2 separate regions of the Mus musculus genome follow, and region 1 is linked to region 2. A link is a contact called in public HiChIP or PLAC-seq data. All regions are on one chromosome and are shown on one strand. Each heading gives the region's core, a stretch centred on a gene start, on an enhancer-like site or on the middle of the called end of the contact. The rest is flanking DNA. Distances are from core to core; before and after follow the strand shown. Region 1 overlaps Lancl3 (LanC lantibiotic synthetase component C-like 3 (bacterial)). Region 2 has its middle 35 kb from the start of 4930402K13Rik.

Region 1 (3,701 bases), core at 891-3,390, 80 kb after region 2:
AGCTATCTCCACAGCCCTGTGACAGTAGCTTTTGTGGAATGGTCTTCTGCACTGAATGCAGCTTCTTTAACCAAGTGCAGTTCTGGTTTTCTCTGAAGTCTTCTCTGCATCCAGCCCCATGAAAGCCTTTCTACTTGGGGGTAGCACGAGTATTGTGGTTTTATTTTATTTTTCGAACTCAGTAGGAAATTATTGTCTTGATGTTTCATCATGGCTCAGTGCTTCAAAAACACTTTCATTGCCCCCAAACAGTCCTAGAATAGGTGCAAATCAGGGTATTAAGCCTTCATTCTCTCTCCAGTAGATGATGAGTCTTGAAGATAGTCAACATTATCTTTTCCATGTCCTCAAAGTTATGTAAATAACCTCACTTCCTCTACTAACTGAAAAAAAAAAACCAACTATCATTAGTTTGCAGGTCAATCTCTGACTACTGAGTAAACAAATTGATAGCCTGAAAATCCAACATCCTACAGTCTTATCATAGATCATCGTTTGAAAAAGATTACACGTTTAAAAGCATTAATTTCTTTTAGCACACTATTTGGCTAGTTCAGTCATTTGTTTATTATACTTAGTTTTTCTTTTTCTTTTTCTTTTTCTTTTTCCTTTCTTTCTTTCTTTCTTTCTTTCTTTCTTTCTTTCTTTCTTTCTTTCTTTCTTCTTTTTTTTTTTTTTTTTGTTTTTTGTTTTTTGTTACAGCCACTCACCATATATCCCTGGCTGGTCTAGAACTTGCTATGTAGAACAAACTGGCCTAAAACTCACAGAGATCCACCAGCCTCCAGCCCCCTAGTGCTAGACTTAAAGTTGTATGCCCCCATGCTCAATCTATTGTTTACTTTTTAGTAACTAGATTTTCTTTTTGAAAGCATTTCACACACTTGGTAAGACAAAACAAAAATAAGCAAAACATAAAACAAACAAAATAACAAATGTGTTGAAGGTTATAAAATGGGTCTTCCTCTCACTTTAGACTCTCAGTCTCCAGGTTTCATCCCTATATCTCTAAAGGTAACTTAATTTTACCTACTTCTTCTGAATCTAACCAGTATCCTTCTAAAAGTATCCATTAACAGGCACACAATGCACATTGTATGTGCTGTGTTTATTTAGTTGACGCATTGTGTTAGGAAAATTCCCATGTCTACACATATAGTTTTACTGTAATCCTTTCTTAGCTACCCAGTACTTCATTGTACAACAATGCACTATGCTTTGTTTAATGAGCGCTGATCTGTGTATGTTTGTCCCCTAGCATACAGCACTGCAGAACCTAACACATACTTATTTGGATAACAGCAAAAAAAAAGTCATTGGAATTATTAAGGTCGTTTTTTTATCAGTGTTGCCAAATTCATTGAAATTAATTTGGCAGTGAATATTGGCCTTCTCCCTCAAGAGAATATGAAAGTTCCTGTTCCCCACCAGTGGCCCATGCTGTCAGTTTCTCTCATAATTTATGCTACTCTGCTAGATTGAAAATGGTATCTCATTTTAATTTGCATATTTCTAATTACGAAGATAAGCTTTGCACATGTCTTAAGCCTTTTGCACATCATTATATGTGAGATTGTACGTTCATTTTCTACTTATTCCATAGAATTTTTGTTCTTTCTCTTGTTTATAAAATTTAACTATTAATATGATCTGTTATATAGGTCCCAATACAAATGAAGTCATTCACCTGGCTTTTTTTTTCCCAATACATTTACGATTATTCTTTTTTCTGGCTTAAAAAAATTACATCTGGAAATTGTTTTATTTTTACTAAATTACCGTAAAAACAATCCCATTGAACCTCCTTTAACTTTGAAAAGAATGATGGTCAATGTTACTTTAGTACGTAGTGTCTGATACAGTTATCTAGTATCAACTGTGTCCCAGTGTTCTGAGCATCACCTTTCTGGCATTCTTGTTATTGTTTTTGCTGGTTTCCTTTTAGAATGGTATCTTGGCCTGCCTCTGGGGGAAATACGCAATCCCACTGCACTTGCCTTCAGCAGCAGGCGGCCAGCAGTGATGGAGGACCCGCACCTCCATCAGGTATCCAGGGAGGCAGACATCACCCTAACTCTTCACTACTTCCTCCCCAGCACACTTAAGAGCATTGGGGAACTCCCAGGCAGGGTGTGGATCAGTTCCTGTTCACCACCTCTCTGTGAAACCCTTTCCTGTGTGAGACTTGGCCTTCTTTCAGCTGCCTATATATGGAGAAAAATCTACATCATTATACACAAGGAAGATTGAAGGTATTGGAAAGAAAGCAATGGTTTGAAATTGGAGAACTCTTTTGTATGGTAGCTACCTCACTATACTGCTGAGTGGTATTAACCTATACTATTTGTTTGGACTGTGAAACTGATCATCAGATGGGAGAACTAAAGACTAGCAGGATTAATTCTTTTTAAACATTGGACAAACACCCCCAAGACTTAGTGACTTATAAGCTTTTTTCCTACCTCATTGGGAAACTGTATGGATTTACGTTAGTTCCACGTGTTTCTTGGTTTCCCTTACATCTTCATTACCTGTATTATGTTCTCATGGCAAATACAGAAACTCCTCAGGACAAACGAAACTACATACCATAGTGAACTCACTGAGGCCAGTTTGAAGGGACTTCCGAGTTGCTTCTGAATACTCATGATAAAACATGGCATCAACACAGGTTCATGCACCCCAGAACCTGACAACACTAGCCAAGCAGGTACTATTAGACACTCCGCAGCAGCCTAACTCCATTCCCTTTAATGGTGATGGATCTTGCCATCTCCAGTAGAAGTTTACAATACCAAGTTCATTTCTAGCCTCCCTTCTTGCCACCATAGGTAGTCATATCACACAGTTCTGGTGAGTAAAGCAGTAAGTATACTTCTGCTGGGTGTTCCTGGGAATGTCCCTGTTTCGTTTGAACAACACAATTTCTTAGTCCTTCACAATTCTGATCTACATATCGGAGCTGTTCACAAAGCTGTTGTGTTAGTCAAATTTCACTTCATAAAAATTAGTGGTTTATAGTTAAGATTTTTTTATCAGTAGGTTTATGGATCATCTAGTATATAGCTCTACTTCAGGCACGGGGCTGTGAGTAGTTTCAGCTGAAGCCCGTGTGTTTCATAGACCAGAAGCTATACAAGGTTTTTCAAATTTTGGTCATGTCACTAACATACCTTTGATTAGAGCAATTCAAATGATCAAGACCACCGGTAGCAGACAGACAGGCTGTAGCTACAGTGGGACACTCTGATATTATGACAAAGATGAGAACATGCAGTTCTATCTAACTAGAGTGAAGATGAACAAACCCCCAAAATAATATCATGATGGAGCCAGTGTTGGTTTTTAGAGACCTTAGACAAAAAATAGTGCTTCACTTCCCTCTAAAGCATGGTTGCTTACTAGGTAAGTTTTTTTTTTTTCCTAGAAGACTGGAATGTGATTTAATGCTGACATTTCTTGAGGTTGTTGAGTGCATGAAAATAACCCAGACAATAGCTCCCTGACAAAAGAGATTGTTCACTAAGCAAGTAGCGATTATCTGAAGCCATGAAGTTTTTATACACCAATCAATAATCTATTATCATTTTCCTGTGTTTTGTTTTGTTCTGTTCTGTTCTGTTCTGTTCTGTTCTGTTCTGTTCTGTTCTGTTCTGTTCTGTTCGTCTTTGACAAACGACCCTTGCTTTTCTGATCCCGTC
Region 2 (3,612 bases), core at 715-3,214:
GATCCATCCAATAGCTGACTGTGAGCATCCACTTCTGTGTTTGCTAGGCCCAAGCATAGCCTCACAAGAGACAGCTATATCAGGGTCCTTTCAGCAAAATCTTGCTAGAGTATGCAATGGTGTCAGCATTTGGAGGCTGATTATGGGATGGATCCCTGGGTAGTTATTTCATTTTTAAACAAAATAATCAAATTCATTACCATAAGAGGCTCAGCAGAATGACAGATTTGGGGGTCGTGTATACTTTACTCAGTTTTTTTCAGCAGGTGAAGAAAGACTCTTATTAAGGGTGAGGAAACATAGATACAAAGTAGGCACACAGAGAGAAATACCCTCCACAAAGTAGAGAAGGGTCTCAAGAACTGAAAACCTGGTTGGTCTCTCCTTCAGGGTTGTGGATTTACATATCTTTAAGGGTGTCTTTCTCTTCCAATTCAGGCATTGTTAGTTTGAACAAAGACAGTTTGAACAAGACAGATAGGTCCATGAGTTTGGGATTACACATACTGTTCTGGCCTTGAACTTGTGAGAAAGGTCCATAGCTGGCGGTCCCTACTGGTGGGGGGAAAAGCCTGTCAAAGGTTTCATATTAAGTTTCCAGGCTTTTGTCTCTGGTGAGGAGGGTGAATGCAATGCCCGTGATCTTGGCAGTTCATCATCTTTGTTATCTACTTATGCTCTCTCTCCTCATCTGTGTGCCTATCAGGAAATCTATCTCACTATTGGTTCTTATTCTGCCCTCTCAGAGGTCACACTAACTACTGTTGGGGGTTGTAGGCTACTCTATTTTCAAACTGGTAAAGGGGACTGAGGTTGAAGGGACAGCAGCTGGAGTGACTTGGGAGAGGGTTGATGTAAGAGGCAATGGTAAGACTTAACAGATCCAGGCAAAGATCCAGAACATAAGAAAGCCATTATGAGAGTATGTATCCTTGAGGCATGCTTTGTGAGTAAAGAAGCATCTAGAATTCTTTTCACCTTACTAAACAACATTTAAATTAATCATCCTGTTAAGAATTTTCCTCACTGACAGTCAGATTTTAAGGTACCAGTTTTGCGCCAATGCCTGTCTTTGGAAAGTGCTTTGTACACAGCTCTTGTTGCAGTGTTGGAGTTGATGACTTTTGCTTCCCTCCTGGACACCCCACTTTCCCTATATATCTACTTATAGCACCAATTATAATGTCAGGTCTAATGGTCAACGCTCCATCCAGAGAAACTTTGATTACTCAGGATATAAACTGAAACTTCAGCAGACAATGACTTGTACCTATATTACCATAGATCTCTTACTTGAAGGGTCTACCTCTGACTTATAACATTTTCTGGCTATGGAAGAATGCTAGAGCAACTTAGGTGTTAAGCCAAGAAATGTCAGTATGATGACATTTGGAGACGGAGCTTTGGGTACTGATTAGGTCATGAGTGTCTCTGTGAGACAGGAAAGAGCTTAATGCCTTTCACTTTATTTTCTGTTATACAAAGATAAAGCAAGTGTACTTTCATCACCAAACCAGGAAACATTCTGTCTGAAAACCAAGCACAATGGCACCCTGATCTCTGACTTCCACCTTTCAGAAATGTGAGGAATGAATTTGTTATGTAAGCCACTTATTCTATGGTAATTGGTTAGGACCTGCCCCCCCCCCCACACACACATAAACACTCAATCAAATAAGCACTTTAGGCTGCCTTGTCTGCCCTTGTGTGCCAGGGTGGGGGTGGCACCCTCTCAGAGGAAAAGGGGAGGGGGGAGGGAGAGGAGGATTGTAGGCAGGGGTAATGGGGTGGGGCAGTGAGTACGTTGTAAAGTGAATCAACAGAAAATTGAAAAAAACAACAACAAATAAGCTACTTATATCCAAATCCTTTTCTTGGGATCTATTTTTAGGATAACTCACACTCACACATCACCCCCAGGTCTAGCAGACTCATTTTTCTCAGGAAATGAGAAGAGCGGCTGAGTCAGAGAGAAAACAGACAGGAAGTCAATGTGTAGGGTGAAATGACAGAAAGTAATAGAAATGACTCAGTCTAGGCAAGTTTTTGATAAAGAATCCCTTTCTAGCTCAAAGCCCTATGAGGCCCAAGGATTTATTTCATCTGTGAGCTCCGATTCCACACACATGAGCTTGATCATCGCCAGTTCAAGTATGTTATTGTCACTTGCTTTGAAGCTAACTTCTATTGACTCAACCAGAAGACTGAATTCTCTAAGGACACTCTAATTTCTAATTGAGAACCTAAGGCAGCTAGCGAGTTCTTCACTAATAAAAGCCCTTTCCAATCATGACACTCTAAACTGTGTGAGGCACTCTATACCCAACAGGAATTCCTCACTAAATCCCTTTGAAGTTTGAAAAGCAGATCTGGAAATGTTTGTAAACAGACTGCTTCCTATAATTTCACCCTATTATTCCTAGGTTTGGACCAGCTCCCAAGGCGGTTGGAATTTCCTATTTGTTCCTTTTCCTAAGTTCCTATTCCTAAGGCTTTGTATGTGTTTTGTGACTTGACCTTTCTTTTTCTATTCTAGTATAAAATGAATATTCCCACCAACCCAAAGAAACTTCAAACAAACAAACAAACCTGTATTCTTGATTGGTTGGAGAAAGATCAGCGGGTAGGGGCACACACAGAGCAAGTAAGAACTTCACTGGAGTAGGCTGACTCCCCTGAGGCAGATAGCTATAGCCCTGTGTTTCACTTAGTTGTAGTACTGGAGATTAAACTCAAGACTGGCGCCAAGGAATCTAATACTGAACTATATCCCTATACCTCTTTTTGTTTTAAGAAAATGTTTCACTGAGTTGCTCAGACTGGCTTTGAACTCCTTCTGTAGTTCAGGCAGGACTGGAACTTGTGATCCTTCCACCTCAACCTTCCTATGAGGTGGCATTACAAGTCTGCCTGCCCAGTACAACTTTGTCTTTCAAGTTTAGACCTCATCTACTTAGTTACCTCAGCATAAGAAAGGGCAAGACAGTGGAACCGTAGACAAAGCCTTTGGAAATAAATTCCTGGCAGTCACTATTATTGCCTGTCATATGAGCAAACACATTTGAATTTGGTAAACAACTGTCCTTGAAACTTATCAATAATTCTCTCTGGTTCTGATGGCATCTGACTCATGTGATTTAGATTTTGAGGTAATATTCTGTGAGTCCTTGTAGGGAAAAGAATAGCTACATAATAATTACTTACTAAAAAAGACAATTGGGATCCTTCAAATATTTATATCATATAAATATTGCATACTATAATATCTGGAGAGAAACAGAGGCCTAAAGGAACTTCAAAAGCTGAGGTTTAAACTACATTGCATTCTATAAGAACTTAAACCACAGTTTATGCCCAAGGTCTAGGTAAATAGATCAGGTCTACAGTAGTTGGAGCAATCGCCTTCCATGTAGACTTCTTTGCTTTTCATGTTCTGCTAAAATTATCCTACAAAAACACCTGGAAGACTCTACTTAAACAAATGTTAAAACTATCATTGCAACTTCTAGACAAACCAGCATGGTGTGCCACCTAATGTGATGTTTGAGACAGACACAAAAGCATTTATATCATAATTATGTCAGAAGAGTACATAATTCAAATCTAATCACA

The links. HiChIP or PLAC-seq counts read pairs in DNA pulled down with a chosen protein or histone mark.
Region 1: a BATF HiChIP or PLAC-seq map of CD8 T cells shows a contact between it and region 2, with 18 read pairs. The contact joins two enhancer-like sites. A contact is called at or near these places in 2 of 15 datasets of contacts at CTCF or cohesin (CD8 T cells and stem cell-derived epiblast-like cells), 64 of 484 Hi-C or Micro-C datasets (the AML12 cell line, B cells, the BV-2 cell line and 37 more) and 4 of 115 datasets of contacts at active chromatin or transcription factors (CD8 T cells, cardiomyocytes, a colorectal cancer cell line and 1 more).

The regions. Positions count from the first base shown.
Region 1 is chrX:9,217,646-9,221,346 of GRCm38.p6, forward strand. All of the region lies in intron 1 of Lancl3 (LanC lantibiotic synthetase component C-like 3 (bacterial)), which reads left to right. Among named protein-coding and RNA genes, the nearest start is that of Lancl3, 20 kb to the left of the region's middle. Within about 2 kb of position 2,141, at least 21 of the 459 cell types and tissues checked have an H3K27ac peak or open chromatin away from gene starts, as enhancers often do. A contact at or near this core is called in CD8 T cells, Th1 cells and Th2 cells, where this site is marked.
Region 2 is chrX:9,137,752-9,141,363 of GRCm38.p6, forward strand. No RefSeq gene overlaps it. Among named protein-coding and RNA genes, the nearest start is that of 4930402K13Rik, 35 kb to the left of the region's middle. Within about 2 kb of position 1,965, at least 17 of the 459 cell types and tissues checked have an H3K27ac peak or open chromatin away from gene starts, as enhancers often do. A contact at or near this core is called in CD8 T cells, Th1 cells and Th2 cells, where this site is marked.